Linked DNA regions of Mus musculus: region 2 is linked to region 1. The links are chromatin contacts, called in public Hi-C maps. All regions are on one chromosome and are shown on one strand. Each heading gives the region's core, a stretch centred on a gene start, on an enhancer-like site or on the middle of the called end of the contact. The rest is flanking DNA. Distances are from core to core; before and after follow the strand shown. Region 1 has its middle 18 kb from the start of 5430425K12Rik. Region 2 holds the start of 9330111N05Rik (RIKEN cDNA 9330111N05 gene).

Evidence for each region. Hi-C and Micro-C count contacts between places; a contact is called where the count stands out from the background.
Region 2: a contact with region 1 is called in a Hi-C map of embryonic stem cells, with 1.9 times the contacts expected there. The contact joins the promoter of 9330111N05Rik here to the enhancer-like site in region 1. A contact is called at or near these places in 1 of 15 datasets of contacts at CTCF or cohesin (the NIH/3T3 cell line), 5 of 484 Hi-C or Micro-C datasets (the CH12 cell line, embryonic stem cells, granulocytes and 2 more) and 4 of 115 datasets of contacts at active chromatin or transcription factors (bone marrow-derived macrophages, embryonic fibroblasts, embryonic stem cells and 1 more).

The regions. Positions count from the first base shown.
Region 1 is chr13:80,918,971-80,925,808 of GRCm38.p6, forward strand. No RefSeq gene overlaps it. Among named protein-coding and RNA genes, the nearest start is that of 5430425K12Rik, 18 kb to the right of the region's middle. Within about 2 kb of position 2,866, at least 12 of the 459 cell types and tissues checked have an H3K27ac peak or open chromatin away from gene starts, as enhancers often do. A contact at or near this core is called in embryonic stem cells, where this site is marked.
Region 2 is chr13:80,960,069-80,966,906 of GRCm38.p6, forward strand. 9330111N05Rik (RIKEN cDNA 9330111N05 gene) reads left to right here and starts at 4,006. Exons shown (of 2, transcript NR_015587.3): 1 at 4,006-4,325. Gm4211 (a long non-coding RNA gene) reads right to left here and starts at 1,366. Exons shown (of 3, transcript XR_382678.2): 1 at 580-1,366.

The sequences.
Region 1 (6,838 bases), core at 1,616-4,115:
GCAGCACCACCACCACCACTAACAATAACAACAGCAGCAATGCTCTCAGCTATTGTAGAACAGGACCAGGACAAAACAGTGTCTTCCAGACATGACCAGACCACTGTAGTCATGAACTCACAAAAGCTGTTTTGGGACAGGGCATATATTTTATACCTTTAATCTCAGCATGCAGGAGGCAGAGAGAGGTGAATGTCTGTAAGTTTGAGGCCAGCCTAGTCTACATAATGGGTTCCAGGCCATCCAGAGGTATACAGTGAGATTCTGTGTTAAAAACAAACAAACAGACAGACAAACAAAAAATCCAGTCAAAAACAACCCAAACCAAAACATCAAAAAAGAACTGGTTGCCTGCAGCAATAGAGCCAGTCCCAGTTCCAACTTGGGGGGAGAAGGGAGGAGCTATTGAAGTAACTTCTTGGTGAGGGAGAGGGAGTTTTCCTTAAAGATCCAACCACCTGTAGGTCTACCAAGCTCCAAGGTAGCTTCCCACCCATGAGTACATAGTATAAACTGATCTTGGTGTTTTGTTTTTTATTTTTTTATTGTTTTTGTATTGGTTTTGGTTTTTTTTGAGACCGGGTTTCTTTAGGTAACAGCCCCCACTCTTAGAACTGATTTGTAGACCAGGCTGGCCTTGAACTCACAGAGATCTACTTGCCTTTCAAGTACTGGAACTAAACGTATGTACCACTACCTCCTGGCTCTTCTCCTCCTTCTGTAATGGTCCTTTAGCCTTGAGATTAGGGCCATGAGATGGATGCCCCATTTGTGGCTAAGCACACCACAGTCACTTATTCTCTAGACTTGGACCAACAGTGAATTTCTATGTTTATCACATTTACTGTAAAGAAACTTCTCTGATGATGTCTTAGAGTTGCTTTAATCTAACTGAGTGCAGAGTTACTAATTTAGAGGAAAGTGTGATGCTACATCCATTTGTTAAAATAATAGAGGTTTAATCCTGGGCCCCAGCCATGGTTAAATGGCCAGATTTATAGAACCATTCTTCTGTGGGGCAGGCCTCAAATCCACGGGGAAAGCAGTTAGTTACAAACATATCATTCGTGCCATTATTGTAGTATGGGCATAGCTTGACAGTCAATTGGATATTGTAACTTACAGGGTTCATAATTCAGTAAAACTGTTGATAGTTTTTCTTTCAGTAATGTGAGAGGTAGTTGTCAGAAGGAAGCTTCCTGGTCAGTACCAACTTGATGTCTCTATATCCTATAACCAAAGTGCATAGTGTCTTCAGCAATGGGGGCTTACCAACAAGTCCACTGAACTCTCCTTGATTGAGCTTCTCCAGCACCATCTCCATGGGTCTCTGTGTTTCTGTTTCTGCCTCCTTTATTCCTCTCACTGCAGAAGCAGACAGCTATGGCTTCCTTCAGTTCAAGGCAATCCTAATGGTACACTCTTAGTTCATTTTCTGCTCCTATAACAAACCCACTTAGAGTCATTGATTGTATTGACTCACAGTTCCGAGCCTGAAAAGTTGGTGCTAAACATCTTTGCGCTTCCCCACTGTGTCTTAACTCTTGTGTGGTGGCAGGAGCCTGAGGATATGAGGTCTATGCTCCTCTGCTACCGACACAGAAACAGGCAACTAGAAAACAGGACACATCTCAAAACAAAACAAATCGCTAATGCCATTCGGAGGCCTGACCCTCATGACCTCATCCAATCCTAATTCTTCTACCTTCATGAATCTCACCTGCAATCAACTTAAATGTAAAAATGTGTTTAGAACACATAAATGTTATGTGTATACATCCCAACCTTGGCAGTTACCCTCCTGTGAGAACCTGTGGCATTTACCTTCTGCCTCCTATGACTTCTGGCACCAAGCAACATTTGCTCCCATCCCTCAAGTCATACTGTATTGGCTGATTCTTTCTGCCAAAAGCATTTCAGCTCTGCCTAGCTGTCTTTATCTCTTCTTAACTTCCACATCGAGTCTCAGGTTCAGGAAATCTTCCTTAATCTGTTTTCACTAAAAGATACACGTCTCCACAGTGCCTTTCCTCGACTCTTTTCTTCAGAGTTGGCATAAGAAGTCTGTTGATTTTTTTTAACCTTCCCTTTCCTCTGTTTTGTTTCATTTTTGCATATCTGTAGCTTGTGGTCCAGACTGGCCAATCTGGCTGCAGCTGTGGTTCACCCTGGCCTATCTGGCTGCAGATGATTTTATCGTCCCGCTTTACGTACCACAATCTGGAATTCCATCCTGCTTGGGTGGGTATGCACCGTATTGCTCAGGCTAGGGTTTCCCTCTCCTTTCTTTTAAATATTATCTCTCCCTGCCAGTTCATTGTAAGTCTTTCTTTTTTTAAAGATTTATTTATTTCATTTATATGAGTACACTGTTGCTCTCTTCAGACACAACAGAAGAGGGCATCAGATCCCATTACAGATGGTTGTGAGCCACCATGTGTGACCACAACATGTCGTTGCTGGGAATTGAACTCAGGACCTCTGGAAGAGCAGTCAGTGCTCTTAACCTCTGAGCCATCTCTCCAGCCCTCATCGTAAGTTTTGTCGGGACAAGGTCACCTCCCATTTCGCTGGCTGTTTCTCAGAGACCCAGGTATTACCTCGGTTTGTAGTTCAGTTGATATTATCCTCGAGGGGGGCTTGGGAGACAACTCAGCAAATGGAAGCACTTGCCAAGTGCTGACAGTCTGAACTCAGTCCCCAGAACCAAGCATCTGTAACCCCATTAGTCGGGTAAAATGGCAGTAACCGAACAATCAGCAGTAGCTTGAGGGCAGCTAACCTGGAGTGTGAACAGGGAGACTGCTTCTCAGCTGAACAAGAGAGATCCTGCCCTTGGAATTCAGACACCAGCTGAGGTGCCTATTTAACATAGGAAAGGGCCCTGACCTCCAGGTTCTCCTAGTACCCTTCTGTCCCTACCTGTTACAGGGTACAGATGACAGACCCTGTTCTATGCCTTAAACTGTCCAGCAGAGAAATTGGCCTCCCCCTGCCCCAGAAGCTCTTCCCCATACAATCCAGATATTTTGAGCCCCCTTTCTGCATTTTCTCTCTCCCTGCATGCCCAACATCTTTTTGTCTTCTTTCTTTCCCTTCCCCCTCCACCCTCTCTCCCTCCCCATGGCGACTTGCCTGCTCTAGTTCCTTGAGAACAGTGACTCTTCCCTAGAGCTGCTTCCCAATAAATCTGCCTCAGTATGCTTTAATTTAGCTTGAATTGGCTTATTTTCTGGGGACAGGATAAATGCCTCAACAGAAAAAGAGAGCTCCTGCCTCAGCAAGGCGGAAGGAGAGAATGCGCTCCTAAAAGACTCCCTCTGACCTCCACAGGCACTCACACACACACATACGGACACGTACACACACACTAATACATTTGCAAATTAAATACTTTAAGTTTTAAAAGAAATGAGTCTGTGTGTTGCATTCTAAGACATTTAACACTAACAAATGGAGGTTAAAATAAATGCCTCTTACATTTATCAGCATACCTCAGGATAGCCGAGGAAGTAAAACAAAAAACAAACAAACAAACAAAACCAAAAAAACTCAGTTTAGATTTGAAGAGTTACACTGATTTCCATAATAAAGTAAAAAAAAAAAAAAAAACTTAAATGACTTAAGAGTGAGGGGTATCTGAAAGAAGAAAAAACTTGGGCCTTAAAAAACAGAACTTAGAGTTATAGACTAAGGATATATAGAAAGTCTTGCCAGTTTTCAGGGAGCCAGGGCAGGAAGAGTACAAATTTAAGACCACTTGGAATACATAGCAAGGCTATTCCAAACAGGAAAACAACAAAACCAGAAAACCTTTACCTAATGGAATGACAGACACCGCAAGATTTTAAGAGAGTCACAGGTCCTTGAACACAGCTTTGAAGTTGTTCTCTGCTCGGGACAGAACCTTTCCAGTTTGGTTTGGTTCAGTTTGATTGGAGATTGTTCTGTGTGCTTGACATTGGATTTCATGTAGCTCAGGTTAACCTGTAACTTTTTAATGTAGCCAAATTTAAGTTTGAACTCTTGATCTTCCTACCTCTGTTCCTTAGATCCCAAATGCTGGTATGTTTCCCTGGTGTGTTCCACTAGGCTGGGTATTCTTGTGGTAAATAAGAACTTTTGTACATTTAATCAATATGGTGTCAAGGATGAGGGTTTTAAAGCCCACACCCACAATGACACGCCTACTCCAAAAAGGTCATACCTTTTTCAACAAGGCCACCTCCAAACAGTGCCACTCTCTAGGCTAAGCATATTCAAACCACCACAGTCGTAGAGGTCTAGGCTGAGTCTTCAGCCGTGAATGAATCTCAGATGTATTCTTGCTCTGGGAAAGGGAACAGTTCTGCAACTGGGCGGATGGCAAACCAGAATGAATGAATAAGGGCAGGGCTAAGCACTGCAGTGTTTCAATCTCTTTTTCAGAATCCCACCTTTCTATCTATTCAATCTGGCATCATCAGCTGCTAAGAATGGATCTGAGCATAGGTGCAGAGAATGCCTGAATATTTGCTTGTGTGTATGTGTTCCCTCTGCCATGTGTTTCTTGCTCTTCTTTTAACATCATCTGACAGCCTAATGGAAATCATACTTACTCTGTGTTAGTTCCCAGAGAAGTTTGAGCTTCCCAGCTGAGAGTCAGGCAGGGACTCAAGAGAAGAAGAGGTAGACACTCTTATGTGATAGAGAAAAAGAGTTACCATCTCTCACATGCACTGTTCAAATTGTACTGTTAGCTATGCAGATCCCCCAGCTTTTGAGACAGTTGTTATTGGTGGTGGTGTTGGTGGTGTTGGTGGTGGTGGTGGTGGTATTGGTGGTGGTGGTGGTGGTGGTGGTATTGGTGGTGGTGGTGGTGGTGGTGGTGGTAGTGGTAGTGGTAGTGGTAGTGGTGATGGTGGTGGTGGATTTATTTTGCTTTTGTGTAATAAGTTCTTGACCTGGCTGGCCTGGTACTTGCTATGAATCCCAGACTGGCCTTGAATTTGCCAGACTCTTCTGCCACAGCTTCCTGAGTGCTGGGATCACACCTGGCCCCAGCTTCTGATTTTTGTTTTTGTTTATCAAACCCATAAGTGTTTCGAGCATCATGAGGCAGGAATACTACCTTTATCCTCATATTTCTGAGAAGGAACTGGGGGCACAGAGATGCTAGTAGATGCTGTCAGGGAGACACAGCTCACAAGTAATGAGGCAGGATTATAACCATCATACCTGCTCTTAGAGCTTCAAAATTATCTGATATGCATTCATTTCTCATTTTTATTATGTCCGTTAGGACAAATTGGCTTTTGACTGCACTACAAAGTTAGGCAAAATGCTTAAATACATCCTGTTTATGCTTCTACTACCCTACATCTGCTTAGTCCAAAGGGACATTCTTCAATTCTTTCTTTCTCTTATAACCCTGTCCCACTGTCAGGAAACTTCATCAATATGGCTTCAAAACATATCCTGTATTAGCAACATTTCCTGCCACCATGACAAAATACCTGGGAGACAAGTTGAGTAAGGGGGGACTTGGGGGACTCACAGTTCTAGTGTGCTCACTCCCTTGTGGTGGACGAAGCATGGCAGCTAAAACATGATGGTCCATATGATTCAGTTATACCACTGCTCTGTCCATGATGCTGTCCAGTGGGGAAAGCTGCGCTGCTTAGCCACAGTCAGCACCTCACGATCTAGAGCCTCATTTTATGTGCTTCTTACTGTAATTGTACAGTGTCTCTGTCACAATAGGTTCTCATTAAAAGTTAAATTAGCCAGGCAAGGTGATACACACCCATAACCTAGCACTTGAGACAGAGACAGGTGAATCTCTGTGAGTCTGAGGACAGCCAGCTATACAGTAAAGCCTTATCTTTAAAATAAGGGAAAAAAGTTGAAACTTTTGTTGACTAAATAGATGGGTGGATTAATGAATGTCTAACAGTGACCCAGTACCATATTCCTCTTTTGAGCAGTCAAAAGTGAGATTCTTAATTTGGACTTTTTTTCATGTAATTTATACACATTTCCACAGCGCTCACTATATACATGATCCCATACCAGGTATAGCAAGTAAAACATGACAAAGGATAAAGAAAATCTTTGTCTTATGAGACTTAATATAGTTAGTGGTTTCAGTGGCACATGGAATTATCTGATAAAGAAATAAACAGAAATGACTTCAGTAGTAAAAAAAAAAAAAAAGTACATTAAAAGGTGAAAATTCAGAGTCAATCAGTCACCAAGCTGGAGCAGGAGGCTGCTGAGTGGATGGCATTTGCACAGAGACTTGAATGATGCTGATGAATATGTCATGAAAAGATCAGACGGGCCGTTGCCTTGGTTTTATGCCTACAATTCATTGTCTGGGTGCCTTTAATCCCAGCACTCGGGAGGCACAGGCAGGCAGTTTTCTGAGTTCGAGGCCAGCCTGGTCTACAAAGTGAGTTCCAGGACAGCCAGGGCTACACAGAGAAACCCTGTCTCAAAACAAAACAAAACAAAACAAAACAAAACAATTTAGTGGCTGGCACTGGTCACATGCCCCCGACCTTGCCTGATCACATATAATATGCCTCCACAGAAGAGGATACAGATCATGATAAGCCAGCAAGGTTTTGCCAGAGTATCAGAAAAGAATGATAAAGGTAATGGCACCACTGTTGACTGTCTGTATCAAAGGATCAGGACATTTAGGGTAGATTACCAAACAGAGAATGCCAAGCATTTGGCACATCAAAGAAATGGGGAAAAGTCCAATGTAGGCCTGGGATACAGTGAGTGAAAATTAACCTGCCATGCCTGGAGAAGCCAGAGGCTGAAGCAGTGGGGGTGGTCGAGGAAGTCT
Region 2 (6,838 bases), core at 2,756-5,255, 42 kb after region 1:
TGTTTTGGTGGCACAAGAAAAGTGGCCTGAAGCAACCTGATTGAAGCTCTCTGTCTACTTTGTTCTATGACTTGTTCCTTCTTCCTGTCATACAAACCCAGCTACTCTATGCCCAGGCAAGCACACTTTCTGTTGTTTTCTAAAATCCCAAATAAAGCAGTCCCAAAGAGAACATTAAGGTGAATCGATTGCGGTTTTTCCTTTTAACATACTCAAAATCTTCCCCTCCCAGCACACACCTTCCCCCTCTTGGACAAACAACAGGTCCCTAGAGCACACAGCGAGAGTGCCTCTACCTACCTGCAGAATGAGGGAAGAGCAAAGGCTATGGAATGAAACCTCCATTATTGTTCATTTTGTTCATGGACTTCTAGTGTCCGGCCCTGTGTGACACTGTTTGCTGTTGAGACTACCCAGTCTGTGGTATTTGTTGTGGCCCTAGCTGACAGACACAAGTACATATCACAGTGTTCCAAGAGAATCCTCTCTCTGCTGGAAAAGTTGGTTGGAGATTGACCATTGACCTGCGCCTACAGTTAGGCTCATCAGTCTTACCATTGGGAAGAAAGAAGCTCTTACCTCAGTGCGAGGAGGAACTGCTACGCATTCAGGGAGTTGATCTCTAGCATAAAGGGCAAAGGCCATGTCCTCTCTTCTGAGATTGCACTGCTTCTCTGTCCCAAGATCTCTCTAAGGATGTAAGATGGGGGGCTCTTCTTGGTGGTTTTGCACGAGTCACCACTTCTCTGGCTAGCTGGTGGCTAGCAGCACTGTCTTGATGTAGAGTCCCTTTACTTAATTTTCTCTAATAATGAAAGAACACTTGCCTAGATACTTTAGAATGTATCCAAGGATCTGCCCAGAGTCACTGAACCACTGCATTTGTGATGTAGAGTCCCAGTCTTTGTTACCCCAGGTAAGATTAATACTTTGTAACATCTGACCAGCTGCTTAATCATATTTAATAATAATGACAAGATACTAATTTGTTGGCTGCTTTTCACATCAGTGTTTTTAGGCATCCCTTCATTGAATACTTTCCACAAATTGATCAGACAATGTGTCTGGCCTCCATTTTTCAGATGAGAAAACAGGACTAGCTAAGCCAAGAAACAGGTTCAAAGTCACACCTTAAAATAAACCTGGCCTCCAAATATCACCCTGAGAGCATCAAGGCAGCACAAATTTAAATTAAGTAAGAATAATGACCCAGAACAAGTCAGTTTTAAATACCAGCTGACAAATATAACTAGTTGTATTTTAAATATCTACACAACATTGTCAAACTTTCAAAGGCTAACCTAACCAGTAGATGTTCCTTGTCATCAGTAACTGAAATATATTGCTTTCCATTTCTTAGTTCATCCATTTCTCACAGTTTTGTTCCCTCCCACCCTCCCTCTCTTCCTTCCTTCCTTCCTTCATTCCTTCCTTCCTGCCTCCCTCCCTCCCTCCCTTTCTTCCTTCCTCCCTTCCTTCCTTTTCAATGTCAGTTTAGGGTCTTTAACTTCCTATAAAAAAATCTGGCTGTCATGCCTGCATATAAGCTTGGAGAGTCACTCTAACCTCAAAGCTCTTCCCTGCAAGAAAAGCATTCCTTTTTTTTCTTTTTATATTTTATTTATATATTATTATTATTTTAGGGTCTTTGAGACAGGGTCCCACCACAGTGGTTTAAATCCCCCCTCCTCCCACCACACTCATCTTTCATCTCCACGCCCTTATTATGGCTCCCTACCTCCCCCTCCCCCTCAGGGTTTCTCTGTGTAACCCTGGCTGACCAGGAACTAGCTCTGTAGACTAGGCTAGCCTCAAAGTCAGGAATACACATGCCCTGCCTTCCGAATCGTGGGGTTAAAGGCTCACCCCCACCCAATTTAAATATTTAATTTTTTTTTTTTTTTTTTTTACAACTAGAAAAAAAGAGCATGCACGTCTTGGGACAGTCTCAACCTAGTAAAAAGCAAGAAAAGCATTCCTAATAGAAAGAAGGCTGTTCTATGGTGATGCGATGCACTGTTTCAAATGCACACTGGCATCAGGAGCAATAAGAATTCTAGGACCTTGGAAAACAATTGGCAACAGTTGGCACAGGTTCTAAAGGCCTAGTGTGATTGTCTTAAAACTCAGCTCAAAGGGGTCCCTGTCCCTCGACCTGTCTCTGGATTATCTCATTGATCAGCTACACTGAACAATGCAACACTTGCCATTGGCTCTCAACATAGCATTGCCACAATCACCAGTACAGTTGGAAAAATCCGAACAGGATGCTAGAGGGCTGAATGCCCAGGACACCATCATGGTTCTCTGTTACTATCAAACATGCCTCCAGCTTTTAGAATCCTTTATGAGAAAGGCAATTGCACAAAGACCAAAGATTGGCTTCCTTTAACACTGAACATCAAAACCGAGTTAAACTCTCTTTTTCCAAGGATACCTAATGTTTTACAATTCCACTAAGGCCACAATGATTTAACCTCAAAGTCGTGCAAAGGTTTGACACATCACTTGCAAGGCGTGTTTTTGTTTTATTTACTCATTCTTCCTGTGTCTCATTTAAAAATGTCATTTCTCAAATTGGGTGCGGATTATTAAAAAAATTAAACGTAAGCAAACAAAAAATAAAACCAAACAAAAGCAAAAAACAAACAAGCAGACAAAACCCACCCACACCCCCCCCTCCAAAAAAAATCAAACAAACAACAACAAATACAAGCCAGAGCAAGAGAAATCTCCTATCTGAGGAAATACATGGGACGAAAGCCTAAGCCCTGGAAACGGGGTCACGTGGGGCCACCCCCACCCCCCACCCCACCCCCGCTGCGGATCCTGGACGTCACCCGCTCTGGCCCGTGCGTGCGGCGGGTGAGTGGCCCCGGGGTCTCCGCGGCCGAGGCGCTGGGACGCCCTTCCTGACAGCCGGTCTCCCGGCACGTAGCGCTCGCCTGACTCAGCGCTGAGTCACCGCTCCCGCGGACTCCCGCTTCGCCCTGCACAGCCAGAGGCTGCCGGGCTCCGTGCACGCCGAGGCCGAGCCCTCAGTGCTGCAGACCGGTCTCTGCGCTTCCCGGAGCAGCGCAGGGTTTACAGCTTTTGAATCCCGACCAAGCCCAGCACTAACTTCCTGCGTTGTTTTCTTTGCCTTAAGGGCTGACTAGTCTAGGGATCAAATTCTTCCATCGAAGCTTGTTGGCGCAAATCCCGGCTTTGTCCTTGAACAGTGACTTTGAGATGATCTTCGTTTGGATTTTTTTAATACTTCCGCGGTTCCAAACTTCTGTCTTATTTATGCCCTCCGTTTCCTAAGGTTATCTTTTCAGTGTGTTTGGTAACTAATCTTGTCATAAAGCCACACTGCGGTGACGCAAGTCAGGTTGGAATCTGGCATGGTGTACAGGCAGTGACTTACTGTAAAATCCAGGGCCTTCATCGCGACATCCTATCTGTCATCTCAGGCACTGATTAGCTTCCTTGCCCTTGGAGAGGTCCCGGGGATTTAGAAGGCCTGTTGAAATCTGTCTTTATAGCGGCCATGTTTCTTGCTTCCTCCTCGGAGTTTAAAATGAAGAGAACGATAGATAAGCATTTCTGCAAACGTAGCTTGGACCACCTGTCCCAGAGCACAATTTTACTCCAAACTGCAGCTGCAGAATGTCCTGAATAAAACTAGAAACCGGCCACCTGCCAGTGAAACACGTGATCCGCAAAGCCTACCAGAGGATAGGAGGAAAGCAGTTTTCCTAGACTGAACACACAGACCACGTTGGTTCTGGTGTTCTTATTCATCTTTCTGTCTAAAATACTGGAAAGGTAAAATGCGGGGCGGCCACATAAAATATCAGCGTACTGTTATAGTGATAGCCATTTACATCGCTGTTGATATGGTAGAGATGGAACCGAAGGCCTGATGCTCTAATCAGACACTGCTACACAGCTATAGCCTCAGCAGGAAGTTGTTCCGACTTCCGATCCCTGGACATTTTCATTTCTCTGGGAAACTCTTCCAGCTTCATCTTTGCTAGCATTGGAGCAAACTCCCCAACAAGCCCTTGTTGGTCCAAGTAGAGTTCTTGGACCAGCAACCCAGCATCACAAAGTAGCTCATAAGAAGCACAGGCTCTCTGAGCTGCTGACGCAGCAAAGACGGAGGAGTGCTTGCCTAGTATGCTTGAAGACTGGAGTGGAGGAAGGGAGAACAGAAGTTCAAAATCATCCTCCGCTGCGTCCTTAGAGCCTAGAATCTCAGACTCCATCCAAAATTGGCATGTTTACGAGGTCTCTTTATATCGTGAACTTGGGAAGAACTGATCAGTGGGCTGGCAGAGGTAAGGAGAAGGCGTGGGGGAGGACAGCATCTTTCACTTTCCAGGACTTCGGTAAGAAGTGCCACACCTAGCACTGTACCTAAAATAGTAAAGGTGGACTATCTTAGTTAAGGGTTGACTGTTGTGAACAGACTCCATGACCAAGGCAACTCTTACAAGGTCAACCTTTAATTGGGGCTGGCTTACAGGTTCAGAGGTTCAGTCCATCATTATCAAGACAGGAGCATCACAGCGTCCAGGCAGGCATGGTGCAGGAAGAGGGAAGAGCTGAGAGTTCTATATTCCTTATCTGAATGCTGCTAGAAGACTAGCTCCCACATGGCTAGCAGAAGGGTCTCATTGTGCACCCCCACAGTGACACACTTCCTCCAACAAGGCCAACCTACTCCAGCATGGCCACATCTCCTGGTAGTGCCGCTCCCTGGGTCAAGCATATTCACTACCACATGGACTTACCCTCTTACAATCCTGGAGACTGTCCACCATGTTCTAGGTAGACCCCTCTGGGCTCCTTTCTACATCTCAGCAATGGCCATAGATCTCTGATTGTCCCTGGCATACAGTCTATGCTGCTTGGATCACATGGCATTTTTTTTCTGTGTTTGTCTCCACATTAACTCCCTACTAAGGTCATGTGCTCTCACTGGAGGCTCCAAGTTCCACACTGACAAATGCAAGTGCACACCATTTCTGGGATGGGTGTGGGGAAGTGATACAGATGGAAATAGCAGGGTACAAGAGATACGATGGATAATTGGGAAAAGGGGTGTGCTGTTATTAGGGAAGAGAAGGCACATAAACACAGAAGGAGAGAGTAAGATAACAGTAAGGATGCCTGAATCATACCATTAGCTACCTTAAAAGAACCCCAAAATACCAGTTAGTCTATGTATAATATCATATATAGTTTAAATAAAATTTCCTCATCTGGGCTGACAATGCTTTCTACCAGAACCAAAAATCACCTAAGAAAAACCCAACACCAGTAATGAGAGGCCTTCTTTTGAGTCATTGAATAGGGTTGTCCAAGAGACTTCCCCCACATACAGACTATCGCTCTTGTCCTTGTTGTTCCCCCAAAAATGGAAAACAATCTCTATTACTGAAGATAGCAGTTACTTCAGACAAAGGGATAAGAAAGTGACCTGAATGTGCCATTCCTGACAACTAGCTTTCATGGTGTTTCCAAAGGAGGGAGGCAACCAAAAGTTCTACCCAGCTATAATTTCTATAAGCAACAATGGTACACTAACCCTAAGGGTACAGTGGGGGAACATGAGCTTTGGCAGTAACCAACACCTCTCTAACTGGATTTAAGATTTGCTCAACTAGAGGGAAACTGGGGGCTTGGGACTAGAAACCTGTTTAACTCCTCGGGGCTAGTGAAATCATGAATTGGGAAAGAATCTATAATCACCACTTTTAGCAACCAGCATAATATTTAACTAAATTTTAAATATCTGTTTCGTACCCAACCATAAGTGTAGTCATCACCTCTCACCAGGAAACTTCTCTTTGCCACAGAGACCGTTACAGAAAACCATAGCCAATCAAAATGCAGAGCTGTGGGGCCCAGTCCCAGTGAATACATCTACAAAACACTTCCCCACTCAAGGAACACTGGAGAAGGTGAAAAGACTAAGAGCCAAAGGACTATAGGGTTTGCTGTGAAGTAATGTCTCCTACTAATGTCAGAAGCTACACCCATAACATCTGTCCCATTATGATCCTCTAAGATGAGCTGCACAAAGATGATAGCACTGAAATGCCATGGTGGATAGAGCCTCAACCCTGTGAAGAATTATAGTGAACTAAGGAGTGCTGAGAGTGGGAGAAGTAGCCTTCTCCAGGGAAGAACACACCAATTGGTTATCCAGTATCAAATCATCAGCCCTGAGAACCTACATACAAGTTATCATTATACAGTCAGAACAGAGGTACAGTTAGGAATATATGTACACACACACGCGCGCGCACACACACACACACACACACACACACACACACACCCCTCACAGGCCATATTATTAAAAGAGAGCAATGAGGGCAATATGGGAAATTTTGGAACGAGAAGGTAGAAATGATGTTGATATAATCACAAAATTAAAAGAAAAATGAAAAAGGATTGATTTAAAAACTGGTCATGGGGCTGGAGAGATGGCTCAGAGGTTAAGAGCACTGACTGCTCTTCAAGAGGTCCTGAGTTCAACTCCCAGCAACCACGTGGTGGTTCGCAACCATCTGTAATGGGATCTGATGCCCTCTTTTGGTGTGTCTGAAGAGAGCGACCGTGTACTAACATAAATAAGAGCTAAAAAGCATGCACCAGGACAACCTGGCTAAGACATTTAAAGCACACAAACAACAATGAACGGGTCGTGTCAGTGTGGTGGAGCATGCCTTGAATCCCAGCACTTGGAGGCAGAGATCGATGGATCTTGAATTTCCCACTCATCCAGGAGTACATAATGATACCCTGTCTAAAACTTAAAAATAAAAAAGTAAAGATACTG